Regions from separate parts of the Drosophila melanogaster genome. Here region 2 is linked to region 1. A link is a contact called in public Hi-C data. All regions are on one chromosome and are shown on one strand. The core of a region is the stretch at or near the end of the contact, and the rest is flanking DNA. Distances in the headings are between cores, read along the strand shown. Region 1 overlaps CARPB (Carbonic anhydrase-related protein B). Region 2 overlaps spri (sprint).

Region 1 (7,270 bases), core at 1,332-3,831:
CATTCAGAACTTTTTCTTTCAGTATATTATATTCAAATTTATTTAATTTCCCTAGTACTCAAGTTGCCGACTTAATTTTTTCAGTGCTCAAAAATAGCTGAACAACTGACTGACATTGCTTGTTTGCTTCCGAGAGCAGTAACTTGGCATCCTGCCGCCCCAGGATCTCCTCATTTTGCCCACCTTTCTTGCACTTAAACTTCGGCAAGTATTTGTTGCTGCTGCTGTTACTGCTGGTGCACTCATTATTGTCAAGTTGCCTTTTACACATTCTACTCATTTGGGTTACACAACTACACAGACACAACCACACGGGGAAAAGGACAATGAAAATCCTCTGGAAAATGAAGCTTTTGCTGCTAGTGGTGGTGGTGGTGGTGGTGGTGGTGGTGGTGGTGGTGCTGCTGCTGCTGCTGCTGCTGCCTACCTGCCTGCCTAAAAATGTTGTGCTGCATACTTGGGGGCGCCTGCATCCATAGATGTGCCCCGAATCTGTGGATATAGCAGTTACTCCCCAAAAACGATCCAGTCCCCAACTTCTGGCAGGTGGGAAAGGCACTCAAATTGCCACTGCCAAATGGCCAGCAAAAGAGCAAGCAGTGAAAAGTTAAGCGGGCTCATTTCTGGTGTCATTTTCCCAACGTTCCCACTTTCCCGGACTTTTAATGATGTTGCTCGACTGTCTCCGGCTTCACTTGCAGCTGCACCACTGAGTGACCGGATGACCGCAGCATCAGCAGAGAGAAAGCACCAGGAGAAAGTAGCAGCTAGCTCTAGCGAAGAGCATCTAACTCCATTGCTCTCATTTCGGTTGCCAAAAAAAAGAAAATCTTACCAAAAAATTATTTGCATTAATAAAAAAGAGTTTTTTAGTTTATACAATCTTTAAAATTAAAAATGCAATAATAATAATAATATAAAAGAGTCTATAAAAAATCACATTAATAAAGTTTTAAAAGTATATTTCCTGTTTTTTTTAAACTAAGGGCCAATGTAAGCCTTGCGCCTTAACTCGCCAAATTCCCAGGAGAAGAAAACTGAGAGCTAGGCTCAACCACAATTTTTGCAACATTTTTGCCCTGGTGCACTTTTGATAGCCGGAAATTCCGACGGACGGACGAACGGACAGAAGGACGAACGGACAAGCGGACAGCGGAAAGGACGGACAGGGAGGGCAGCGTAGCAGCAGCCAAGTGACGGCGCAGTTAATTAGTCTAAGTGGAACTGGGTGCACAAACTTCAAGCACTCCCCACTCTCCATTGTTGCCCCCAATTGCTACTTTCACTAGCTACTCTTCTGCTTTCTCCACCAGCATCTCTACCCCCCCTCTCACAGCACTTCTGTTTCCATTTTGTGAAGCCTCTCCTGAATTGGTGGCTGCTGCCAATTGCTGTTCACTTTTCGGCTGTTGCCATTTAAAATGGGCAGTGAGCGTGTTGCAGCTTCAAATTTTCACAGGGTAACTGAAATCGCTAGTTTTCACGATTTTGTCAACTAAAGAAGCTGAATTGGGATTACAAAAATTAATTTTAAAAGAAAATAAGTTAGCAATTAAAATGCAGATTTAAGCATAGTTCGCATAACAAAAATCTTTAAAAAAAAAATTTTAGTTTATTTAAGATCGGCCATCAGCAATCTTTATTAAAATTAGTTAAGCTTAATTTCTTAGACTTTCAAATACAAGATATGCAGCAGACTGAGTCCATTCCTGGACATCTTCTCTACCAGTACTTATCCTTTATTATCCTCAACTTTGGTTTAGACACTGAAGAGTATTGAAGAAGAACTCTCGAGGGCTCAACAGCTGAAGGATCCAAGCTGGGTGTATTCATTTGTATTCATTAGAGTCGCCTTGCAAGTGAGTGTTCATAGAGGCAAAGAAATCTCGAAGGATTCGAAAAGAGCTCGTGAATTTGCTTTTAGCTTTCAAACATTGCATTTTGTGCGATAAAAATATTGTATATATATCACGAAATATATGATATGATATTTTCAGGGTTCTAAGATTAGTTTTTAACTGTTTCCATGGTAAACTCGAATTATTATTCACTTGTTATGTCAGGCTATTCAAATTACATTTCACACACAGACACAAACATGCCATCGCTTCGATTTAAGCTAATGTTTTCCGAATGAATTTTCACTTTGCACTGCAATCGGATTTTCCTTTCACCTTGAGGGGCCACTCATAATGCAGTTAACTTTCATCTCCCCCACATTCAGTAACAAAAAATAAAAACGAATGTGAATAAGCAGCGGGTGTGGAATGAATGAAAAAGTGGGGTTTTTTAAGGGGAGACCTTGAATATCTCCCAACGGGAGTCCCACAAACTGTTGGCCAAACATTTGCAATTCTTTCGAAATCATCATTACGCCAGGGACGGGGTGCTTAAATGGTTTGGGTCGGCAAGGGGTTAAGGGTGCCCTTTTGTGGTTGGGTGGATGTCGGTGGTTCAGTGGGTGGTGTCAGGATGGTGGTGCAAAGTTTCCCGCAGCGTCGTCGAAGAACACACATTCTTCATTAGCTGCGCGGCACATTTTTCTCCGAGGTTTTTTCCTGTGGCAACCGTTGCAAAGTATGCTACCGTTTTCAAGGGCCTAAAGGGGCAACCGTATGCGTGTGCATGTGTGCTTGTGTGTGTAAGCCAGTAGTGTGTTCCTGTGTGTATGTGTGTGTGTGTGCATGTGCTGGCCATGATAAATGAGCCATTGGCATTTATTTTCGTTTCAGTTTCACTTCGTTTGGTTTGCTACCCAAGAAATCGATGTCTGCTGATTTTTCAGCCAGCCCACTGAAAATTACATTTCGCATTTTCCGGAAGAAAGGAAAATGAAAGCGTCTGCTAGTTCATCTAAGCGCATACAGGTGGCGCTAATGTGGCCACAGCACCTTGAACGCTCTTGATTTGTTGCCGAGCCAAAGGAAATTATGCCAATTTTTTTTTTACCATTCCATCGGCGTGTGTTTGTGTGTTGGCCAAAGCCACGACCTTGTGGCTTATTTATTTCACACAAAGAGGATTGGGATCTGCAAGTTTTGGCTCAACGATATGGGAATTAAATGTGGGTTTAAAATTTAAAGTGGAAGTAAGTCTTGCAAGGTAATACGAGTATAAGCCGTATTTTAAAATAATTATAAAATATGAATGCTATCTTCAATGTCCAATTTGAGTTCGGGTATGCCTGGACATTTAATTTCGTTTTGTTTGGGGACTGGCCTGTCATCACTTTTTATGTGCATTTACTGCAGAATCGCCTTCGCAATCGGAATCAGAATCCTGGAATCAGAGGCACTGAAGACACTTGGAAATCAAATCGCATTGCTATTAAATTTGACCAGCCAAGCATATCTTGGCCAGGAGGCAAAAAATCAGGAAAAAGAAAAGAACAGAAAACACTAAAAAGACTTGACCAAAGTGGCCAATGACGATGACGTTGGCACGTCCACATTCGGCCGAAGGAAAAGCCAAGGAAAAGCTGGGAGGAAAAACACCCAACTCCTTTTTTTTTTTCTCGGTCAGTCGATGCTTCAATTTTACACATGTTTTGCATGCGAATCTCACCAAACAAACACGGAAACTTCTACAAATACTACAACATCTCGACTTCGTTCGTGCCGGAAGTTGGAAATTTTCTCAAGCAAATTTTTGGCATTTTTACAAAACGTACTTGGGCCAATTTTATTAGGCAGCCTTTCGCTTGCTTTCTTTTATTTTCCTCCTTTTTTTTTTGCCCTTTTTCTTCTGTCTTTTTTTTGGGGGCACACGCAAAGCAGCAACATCGTCAACGTGCAAGTCGAAAAGTTGTAATTTTAATTTAGCCTCTAACTGCTTCAAAGACAAACTCATACACACACACACACACACGGAAAATTGGAAAATGGGCGGCAGATTTAGAGGTCCAAGGCGTTGAAAAGCCACAAAGTTGCACGTTCGTCTGAGGGGCTGGAAAATGAGGAAAACTTTGACTCCTGCTCTCGTCACGCATGCCACTGCACCTGCAACCGAGTGTTGTGTGTGTTGCATGGCATGGCAAGGAAAAAGGGAAAAGCGAGTGGGTTTTTTGTCAAACGGCTGTAGAATTAGGTAGGCCAAATTAAATAAACGAATTTCATTTGCATTTTGGCTTCGTTTATGCTCGCCCACCGGCAGAAAATTAAATTCAAAGAATCCCATTGCAATGGGGATATACACAACGATAAGCCTTTGATAAGATGGTTTTACAACCTATGAACTTACCGAAACTAAGTGCAAAAGTTCTTAGAAAATGCTACGATATTACCTTTGCAAGAATTGCGAAAATAATCTAGAAAACCTTAATTAATTTGGTCTATACAAATAAAATAAGCACAGAAATGTTAGCGATCTGTTTAAAAATCTTATGCAAAGACTTGTAAGAAAACATAAAAAGCTCCAAATAAAACACCTAATAAAATCTTCAACAAATTTGTCGAAAATCTGCATGTTTACCCAATCTGGTGAGCTAGCCAACAAAACCTGAACCTTTAACCGCTTTAAATATTTTAGAAATAGTTTTCTTCCGAATTTCCTTCAACACATTTTCGGCCAATCTGGTGAGAGTGCAAACTTTGTTTTTCTTGTTTGTACCATTTTTTTTGTTTTTTGTTTTTTGTTTAGTCCGACTTCTTTCAATCGCCTGCCAATCTCAGTCGCCTTACCCCTGATTTTTCTTCCCCCTTTTCACGACTCTTCCAAGCTTTTCCGCCCCTCCAAGACCTCCATCCCTCCGGCTGTCTGCTCAATAATTTGTTGGGTCTGGAAATCAAAGCGAGCCTTTGCTGATCCCCTTTGAGTGATTTGCCTGCTGGCCTCACGGACATTTGAAATGGAGCGCAGGAAGAAAGAAAGAGGTAGCGAAATTGAAGGGTTGTAGGGGGGTGTGGGGGCTTAGCGTCGACAGGTGAGGAAAAGCGAGTGAAACTCAGCCGGCAATTAAGGGGCAAATCGTTTTTGTTTCCACACACCACGAATAATTAATGGCTCCGGCTGATGGCCGGCTGCAGTAGAGCTCACTTAATAATTGAATCGGTTAATAATGCAGCATAATGCTGCATAAATGATGGCCCCAACAAATCGTAATTGGCCTGCAAATGAAAACCAGCCAGCAGAGTGCAATAAGTTTGAGATAAAATTGCAAAAATACAAAATTCAAATTTCAATTCAAATTCAGTTGCAAAAAAGCATGCATTTTTTACATCCACAATAAATTGCATGAAGTTTTAACTTTTTTGTGTTGGTTTTCCTCAAGGAATTGATTAGGCAACATTTTAGTCGAAATTAAAACTTATTTGCTTTCCTCTGCGTTATTGTCTTTCACAAATATATCGTAAAATAAATGTTCGTGAAGTACCATTTAAGCGAACACACTTGATAGTAAAATGTAATTTTTTACTTTACTTTAATGTTCTTAGCTTGCCGCACTAATTTTTCCGGTTAGTCTGCGGTTTTCCAGCTCGCTTTGTGGGGATATTTTTATGGGCGGCAGCATTATTTAATGGTCGGTTTAAATGCTTACTCCATGACCAGCCACATACGCTGAAATTTGTCCCCTTGACTTGACTTGGCTTGGCTTGGCACTCGTGTTTGACCTGCCAGCACATTTCCTCTCTAGCTTTCCCGCTCTGCATAGCTTTTCCCATTGTATGCCATTGTGCCAGTGTGCCGTGTCAAAGTCACACATTTCCACTCACACACACACACACACACACACACACGCTTGGGATGCAAGTGCATTTGGGTTGGAAAACTGAGAGGGGCGGACTGCCCATGGGCAAGGTCAAAGGGCCAACGGGCTGTGGGCGTGGCCGGTGGTGTCAGATGGACCGCCATGTGTGCGTGCGAGCGTATTGTCAAGTTAATCACTCGTTTTGTTGGCAATTACCGTTATGACCCCAACCAGAGAACAACAATAAAGTCGCAGTTTTGGGCGGGGAGTTGGCAGTGTGGCGCAGCGGGGCGGGGAAAAGCCACTTGACCTTTTGTTGTTGCCAGCGAATATCAATGAGTCCATTATGTATGAATGCCAATGATTATGGCCAACTGACATGACACAGTGGAAATGTGGAAATTCCGAAATTCCGTAAGGGACGTCGATAAGGGAGGCCCCCAAATGACAGTTGACAGCGTTTGGCATTTTGGCACTTTTCCGCCCCCTAAGGACGAAGGACCAAGGAGACGACGTCGCCCGTTGACAATAACAGCATCAATTTGCCGTCACCTGGGCGGCCCATTTCCCAGCGGAAAGCTCCGCGAGGGGCGAGTGGAAAATCTGGGGGGGAGGGGTTGGGTGTAAGTGCGCCTGGCCCACATCATAAAATTTTAGCAGCACGCACCGGCGAGGTATCAATGTCAGCATGCCAGATTCCTTATTCTATGCACAGTGGGACTAACAGCTGAGTAATATATTTAAAAAAGTTTAGCTTTACCTTTAACAAAATTATAATCATGCCTAACAAGATATAATTTTAGCTAAAATAAATTACCTTTCACACTTTAAAACGTACTTATCTTCGTGCGCACTTTATTAGACATCTACAACCAACAGACATTTAAACAATTTACGCGTGACTTAGTTCCACTGTACTATTACGATGGACTTGTTTTTGGGTCGTTAAACGACGAGGGGTTACTGTACAGGGGAGCCACTTCAGACTGTCTCTCACATTTTGTTATGATTATTGTTATGATTGTTGCTGCTGTTTTTTTTTTTTTCCAGCTGAAGTGCTTTTGTGAGTTGACTGTGAGTTGAAAAATGTGTAGGCCGCTTTTAGGGTCACACACACGCATACTAATGCCGGAAAACCCACACAAATCGACAGAGACACACACACGTATACAACAGGTGTCTTGGGCGAAATGTTATCAATGCCAAATTAAGCGTAAAATGCTGTCGCACTTTTAAAGGCAAATTAGCCCCAAAGCCCAAGGCAAAGGCCAAATGAGGCGTGAATAATGCACATGTGTGTTTGTATGTATGTGCGAGCGTGTGTGTGTGTGGAGCCCATACATAGCATGCCACATTTGCAGGCTAATGGGGAGTTGGGAAAATTATTATGTCTGGCCGGTATCATTTATTAGCCAAGTTTTTCAGGGCTCTTTCATTCCTCTCCCCATCATCCGCTTCTCCCATCGATGAGGCGTAAAAGAATTATGCAGGCTTCATAGCCACGCCCCCGCACCGCCGCACAAGCGCCCACTTCCGGCGGCCATTGTTGCCATGCCATTGTTCCAACCATTGGGAACAATTAAG
Region 2 (7,355 bases), core at 3,902-6,401, 680 kb before region 1:
CTGACTGCATTTTGGGCAACACATTGGGCTAATGAATTATTAACAAAAATTATAATTGAAACTCGTTTGGCTGGCGAATGAGTTTAATGCACTTTGTCCTGTTGGATGAATGGAGCGGTGGTCTTCTGTCCGGCCAGTGATGAAGAGACTGGGTGCTCATGACTCAAACGGAAATAAAGGGAAATCAGCTTAAGGCGGCACAAAGAGCAGGAGTACAGTGGATTTCGAAGGGAAAAGCCTCGACTCTTGAACTGCAAAAAGGGAATCCGCTTACTGAGGCCATTGGCAGGTGAAAGTGAGGTTTGGGGTGGGGACAAAAACGCATAAATAAGGCGGCACAAAATGCCAGCAGATTAGGTTGGGAGGGCTTATGTCGGTGGCTCTAGGGTGGCTCCATAGCAGAAAGAGCCAAACTCTGGGCTCCAAGTCGACACGACTTGGTCTCTGACAAGTAAATTCAATTTTCTATGCAAATTAGACTGGTAAAGAACAACTTTTTGTTTTTACCATACAAAAATAGAATGAAAGTCCAACTAGTTGTGCCCTGAAATTAAGTTAAATACTCGGGCAAACAATATTTAATACCATCCCCACGTAAACTAAACTTAAGATCTTTATTTTGTTATTAACTCTCTGGCATCATAAATTCTAAATCAATTCAAATGTACTTATGGGTGTCTAGAAAATCTTAAAATACATTTCCAGAAATGACAGTCGCAGCAGCAAAATGAATATCAACGATATGCAAATGTAAAATGTGTTGAAAGGACCAAAAGTGAAGCTACCGGCATTATAAGCGCCCTCTCTTTCTCCACTCATCTAGCCCTCTCTTTCGCACACATCGCGCTGCGTTGCGATGGTTTCACTTTGCATTTCCATGCCCAGCTCTCTCAAAGCGCTCTCGCATTACCAATTTCAATAAAATATGAGATTTTTATTATGTGCTGCTGCTCGTTCACTCTGCCGCCTTCTAAGCCATTCATTCCATTGCTGGGGACTACCATGTCTAATGAGCAGCGAATGGCAGGATAATGGCAGGTCCAGTTTTGCTGTCTTGCCTTGGCATAATTTTGTTATTTTATGCAAGTTTTTTTCTTGTCCCCGCCGGCTGAACTGTTTGCTCGGACCACAGAAACCGCCGACACTCATTAGACGGCGCCCCTGGGGCTTCAAAACTGGGGTCGAATGTTATGGTAAGGGGTGTGAAAGCTGGGGGTAGTGGCCATGGAGGGGGGGGATGGGTATCATTATGCCAATGCGTATACAGTTTCACTGGCCTCGCTTTTTTGGCTGGGAATTTGAATAGGACCCCGCAAAGTAGGCAACCAATTTAACATTTGGGGCATATTAAGTATACGCCGCGTTAACAATTTATGAATTAAAAATGTACTGCATGGATTGTAGGGTCGAAACTTTATTTGTACATATTATTTTATATTTTAATAATTATGAATTGAAGTACATGTGGATTTGAAAACCATCATAAGTAGGGAGAAATTCTCGAGTTCGAAACTTATTTCCTTTTTAGAGATAACTGCCTCTTGCAACTTAAGTTACTGTCTGCCTTCCCTCGAAGCTTTCTACTTTAATTGAATAAATTTCTCCGGTCATCCGGGAGCTTTGAAGCAGCCTAATCCACCGCTCAAGTAGCACATCTAATCCGGCCAATGCACATTGCATTCAGGGGGGGGGGGGGGGGTAATTGCACTTCCATTACCATTCCTTCGTCCTTTAAGTGCTGCCCCTTTTAGATGAGCTCATTGGCCATCTGGCACGACACCAGGACAGGAATCTCGGGTCCAGATACGGATTCAGATCCCAGTTCCCTGGTTGCTGCACTCCATTCCACTCGGCTGCAGTTGGCTTGGCAGCCTTTCCAATCCATTTCGTCGTTATCCATGACCATTAAGCAGTCAAGATTTGTTGTCAAGCATTTTGATGGCGTCATGATTGATAGACAGCTGGACAGGAAGGGGGGAAACTTGAAGGGACAGGGAAAGTGGGCAGTGCCATGTAGTTGCTGCTGGGCATAACATTTGTGGCATGATTTCATGATTATAGACTAGACTTGGCGCTTGAACGAGTCCAACGACTCGACGACGAGTTTATTTGCGGGCCAAAACTTGATTACGCCGACCAGAAAGCAGACATCCTGCGATGGCACTGAGCAAATCTTGGCGAAATAAACTCATAAGTTTATAATAAAGTATTTGTATTTTTTCAATGAAATAAACTAACTAAATGTGGTAAAAAGCCACATAGTACATTTTTTTGACCGCATTTTTTTTTTGCTAAACAACATAATCAACATATTTGGGACCATTTTCTTCGGAAAAACTCCCAGTTGATTTCATCGCTTTATTCCGAGTTAATATAAAGTATGTTATTTGGCAACGTGCTGAGTATATTTCTCCGTGTTTTGGCACTTGGCAACGGCTGCACTTTCGATTCCGATGGCCAAAACCACAAACAGGCAGGGCGAAATCGAAAGATTGGGATGGAGGGCAGACAGGCAGCAGCTGCGACACGTTGCGCATTGTGATCTGGCCAAAAAAGGGGTGACTTGGCCATGGATGAAGATGGTGATTGAGCCCAATGAAATTGGAGGCGGAGTGGCCTGGGCACTGCGGACATTTCGAGAGGAGAAATGCAGCCCCGAAGGCACGCGACGAGAAATGGAAACCGGAAATGTTGTTACCTCCCAGGAGAAAGGGGCATTGGGCATCGTATACCGGAAATGGGTGCAAATGCGACGAATCGTTATTTTCGAGAGAGAGAGAGAGATAGAGTGTGTGTGTGTGTGTGTGTGTACTGTGTTGTGTCTGATTTGCAACGCCGCAGGGAATCCAGGGAAACGCTATTGGAATGGGCTTTGGTGTTTTGAAAGCGTGTGGGTGGGGTGGCCAGAGTTGACTCAATTCGGTGGGGCAGGAGGTGCGAACATTCGTTGCCATGTGCTGCCCAATGCACAATAATTTACATGCAATTAAATGCGAAATAAATGCAAAGAGATAAATGATTACCGACAGAATGGGATAACAGCTGGGATTTGGAAAGAGGACACAACGTACGGCAAATAGAAAGTGAAATTGGTTAGGGAATCGAGGGAAATATAGATGGATTTGATTTAATTGATGACATAAACCACATAAAATAGCAGATGCAACATGAATCGATTATGCAACTATTTTAACTGTCAATTAATTGTAATAGAAATTACCAAGCATTATATAAGGTGGGCAATAATGCAAGTTTAATGTTTCCCTTATATAAAATTTAATTAGACTGTGTGGGATATTGAATTCTCTTCCTTAAACAAACAATTTGATATCCCGTACTTAATGGTCAATAAAAACGTTTAAATTTACGACATTTCTGGCCCAAACCACAAGGACACTCACATAGATCCTTGTGTAATTGAAAATGCAGTGGCTGCAAACACGGAAATGAAACTGTTAACTGTCTTTTGCGGTTGGCGAGCAGAACAAATCGAAAACCAAACCAAACCGCATCCATCAGTCTGTTGGCAAGTGGAAAAGTGCAAGTGAAATGCAATTTGCGGGGAAGAGTTGAAGCCTAACGATGCATCCACCGTATTCAGACCAAAAATAATCACACCCTTTCCTTAGATCCTTTTGGGAGATTACACTTGGACAAAATAGAGGCGACTTTCGAACTGTCCAATTTATTCATTTTTTTAACTTTTAGTTCTACTAGGGATATGCAAGTCTATCTAGGAGTATCAGCATTCTTTTAAGGACATTGCATTGTTTTTTTTTTCTTTTAAGATTATACACTTGCAGTTGCCCATTTCGCCAACACTTTGTTGCCACACTTTTTTTTTGTGAGTCAATGAACTAGAGTGTGCATTTCTAGGCCTTCCTTGTTGCGCCAGACGATGGCTAAAAGCCTGCAAAGAGCCATGGCCAGCTAGCGAAATGTAAATGTTGTTGGAAATGGGAAATGCAAGTGCAGCGAGGAAATGGAACTGGAAATGGCTGACGAAGAGCCATTGTGACAGGTGTACAACACACAGGTGAATGTGTATGTATATGTGCGACTACTTACGAGCACATCCACCTGTCTGGTTTGCACCTTCAACTAATGCATCACTTTAAAGTGCACTATATATCTACATACATATGTACATGCGTCTATATTCAGCGTATCATTTAACATTTTACATACGGTCGTACATATATAACTGATCTGATCTGTCGTCAATTGCAAATGCCGTTACGCCCTTTTATTGTTCGCCACCCAAATGAAATTTGTCAATTCAAGCCAATAAAATGCAGGCACTGCCGAGACACACACGATGGTACAGTGCGATACAAAAGTGTATGCTCTTTTTTAAATATATATATATATTTTTTAATACAAAAAAAATGTCTTTCTTCATATGCAGTTTTCCAATCTTGAAATTGAAAAGCTAAACTCATTTCTTATGACTTTTAATTATAATGCCTATTGTTTTAATTTCCAAAGTTCTTAAAACTCCGGAACGCATCGTATTCATCTTTTACAGCCCGCATCCTTGGCAACCTTTGTGCATTATCTTCCGACTCTCCTTGCAATGGCTTTCCTTTTTCCTTGCCGTCTTGGATTTTTATTAAGTTTTCCTTTTGTCCACTTTTGGTTGGCTTTCAGCCTGTTAAGGAACTTTTACGCTCGTTTGTGTCGTCTGTGTTTCCTATAAATTGCATTTCCTTGATGGTCAAGCACGATGGCCACGCCCCCATTGTGCGACCGCCTTATTAAATCAGTATAAAATGTTTGACCCTCGCCCCATATACCTTTTTCGGTTTTTTTTTTCTCTCCTTGGATGATAGCATCAAAAGCAGATGTAGTAGCTGAAAAGTATGCTTTAAAATGATGCAACCTCACCCCCAAACGAATGAAAAACCACCCGATTCATGAGTTTTTATCATCTTCTTTCAACTGCTTATTGAAAAATTGTGCGCAACTCGCACAGAAATCATAAACAACGCCACAGGGTGCACAAATTCCCCCCGAATTTTCCATCCCCCCCACCACGCAGTTGGCATTTATTGAAATCTGAAGAAGAAAAATTATATAACTATATACATACGTATTATATATGTAGTATGCGTCGGTGTGTGTACATATATAATTGCATGCTTTTAGGGTTGCTGCGATGAAATTGAAAAGCAAATACAACAATGCCAGCAAAGAAGACAGACGGGGAGAATCTGTAAATCGCAGAAAGTGAATCTTTGTAGACTGAGTGAAAACACTTAAGAACATACAGCCCTCTCCCTTCTCGAATTTGTTGTCGCTTTTTAATTCCTCTTGAATTTCTGGTAGTCAGGTGGAGGAGATGGAAGTGGAGCTCAGAACTTTATAAAATTGATTGGAGAAAGATTATGAATGGAAATTATAATAAAATTGCGTTTGAAAGAATTATAAAAAAGGGAGCAATTTTAAAATGCAGGGTAACGAAAGTGCTGTGGGCATAAGCACTGGACTAATATAATATTTTTCTTTAAAACGGCAGATTTTGATGGCTTCTTACAGACTTTTTGAAGAAATACAAGATGTAGGCATTTATTAGTTCTATAAGTACGAGTTCTTTTAGAATTCGATTCCATGAAGTGTATGCCTTTAAGTTAAACGCTCATTATGAAAGTTTTCAATGGCGATTAGCAGGGCTGAATTTTGGCCCTGGTCTTGGCCAGACTTGACCAGGTTTTGGCGACTAAAGAGGCATTACCCATTTACCATTCAACGCGATTTGTCGCAGCGTCTGCAAAGTTTTTGCCGACAACAAGAAGTGGCAAGGCATGGGAAAAATAACGAGAACCAGTGGAGAAAAAGCATTGTTGCAAGAATGGAAAGAAAGGCGGGAGGGCGAAGTAGGGTACGATTTATCATCCATAAGTGGGAATTCATGGGCGAATTGTGAACGCAACATTTAACGCGCAGTCACAGGGAAAAGACTCACTTAAGGACTTAAACCACCTCGAAAGAAATGAAAAGATAACACTGAATATTTTTGATCTATAGCCTGTGGGTTGGCAGTGAAATCTTATGGTTGATATATGTGCTTTCAGGCAATGTGCAACCAAAGTTTTGTTAAAAACTTTGCCTTAAAATGGAAACTTAAATCCTCGAATGCAAAGAAATGAATGTCGGTGTTTTAAATTAATAAATGATTTAAAAAACAGTAAAACCATTAAGACTCATTGCTAATCTGTGCATTTTATTTTTAATTGCAGACCTTCATAGTGCGTGGTTCTAGCCAGCCGAATACAATGGCCGTTTCGGTGAGATTGCCCCAGGATACAGGACCCTACATCGAGCATTATCTCATCCAGTCGCACGATAATGTCCTAAGTTTGGAGAGCTCGAGATTCACATTCGGATCGATACCTTCGCTAATTGCCCACTATGCCCAATGTTGCGATGAGTTGCCGGTGCAGCTGATGTTGCCACGTGTCCTGCGCGAGGCGAACAATCGAAAGAAGCTGAGTTCGCTGGCCCTGTTGGGTCAGGAGTTCTGGAGCTATGTGAGCAGTCCGGCTCTCTTGGGTCCATTAACGCCATCGGTGGCTCCGTCAAAGGATCAGCAATTGCTTGATGCAAAATCGCCGCTCTCACTAACGGAAACCAGTGGTCTTGGCACTGCCACCTTCTTTAGCGATACTGTGTCGAAGCCACCGCCCACTGGAGCACCGCCACTGCCGGGTGGTGGTCTCTTCAGTCCCACCGGAAGTGGTCAATTGCTGGGCTTCTTTAGCCAGGCGGGCACTCCATCCGATACGACAAATTCGAGCCTTAGCTCCTTCACCACCAGCGGAGGTCAACATATGCAGCTGCTGAGTCCGAATTCTGTAGATTCGGTAATACTCACCATGTCGCCAGTGGACAATCCTGGGCATTATTTGCCCGGTTCGACGGGTGCTCCCATGGCACCTTTATGCCCATCGGTTGTGGATCAACAGCTGAGCACCTTTAAAGTGGCCCAAACTGCGCCGGAAGTAGATCAAGTGCGTCCACAGAGACCGAAGCCACCAAATACGTTGAATCTCAAGCCGCCGGCACCACCACTGCGCTGGTCAAAGCCCCATTCTCCGGATCAGAATGGAAGTGCCAATGGCAATTTTACGGTAACCACCACGGTTACCTTCTCGATGGAGAACGGAGGTGGCGGCGGTAGTGGACCGACGGTTGGTAATGGTAATGGAAAATTCGTGGAGGTTACTACGCCGGCGGCCAGTAATCCCTTTAATGCCCTACTCAACGGCCAGGCGAGCACTTTTCAGACATTCGCCAAGCGATTGTCGCCGGAGGGCGAGTGTAAGGACACGCTGTCCTCGCAGGGATCCTCTTCT

The links. A called contact is a pair of places that touch in the nucleus more often than the background predicts.
Region 2: a Hi-C map of the Kc167 cell line shows a contact between it and region 1, with 2.9 times the contacts expected there. The contact joins two enhancer-like sites.

Annotation. Positions count from the first base shown.
Region 1 is chrX:9,818,167-9,825,436 of dm6, reverse strand. All of the region lies in intron 2 of CARPB (Carbonic anhydrase-related protein B), which reads right to left. Among named protein-coding and RNA genes, the nearest start is that of CARPB, 39 kb to the right of the region's middle. Within about 2 kb of position 2,581, at least 2 of the 39 cell types and tissues checked have an H3K27ac peak or open chromatin away from gene starts, as enhancers often do. A contact at or near this core is called in the Kc167 cell line, where this site is marked.
Region 2 is chrX:10,498,542-10,505,896 of dm6, reverse strand. spri (sprint) reads left to right here. Exons shown (of 11, transcript NM_001272487.1): 7 at 6,240-7,355. Among named protein-coding and RNA genes, the nearest start is that of CG32687, 15 kb to the right of the region's middle. Within about 2 kb of position 5,151, at least 8 of the 39 cell types and tissues checked have an H3K27ac peak or open chromatin away from gene starts, as enhancers often do. A contact at or near this core is called in the Kc167 cell line, where this site is marked.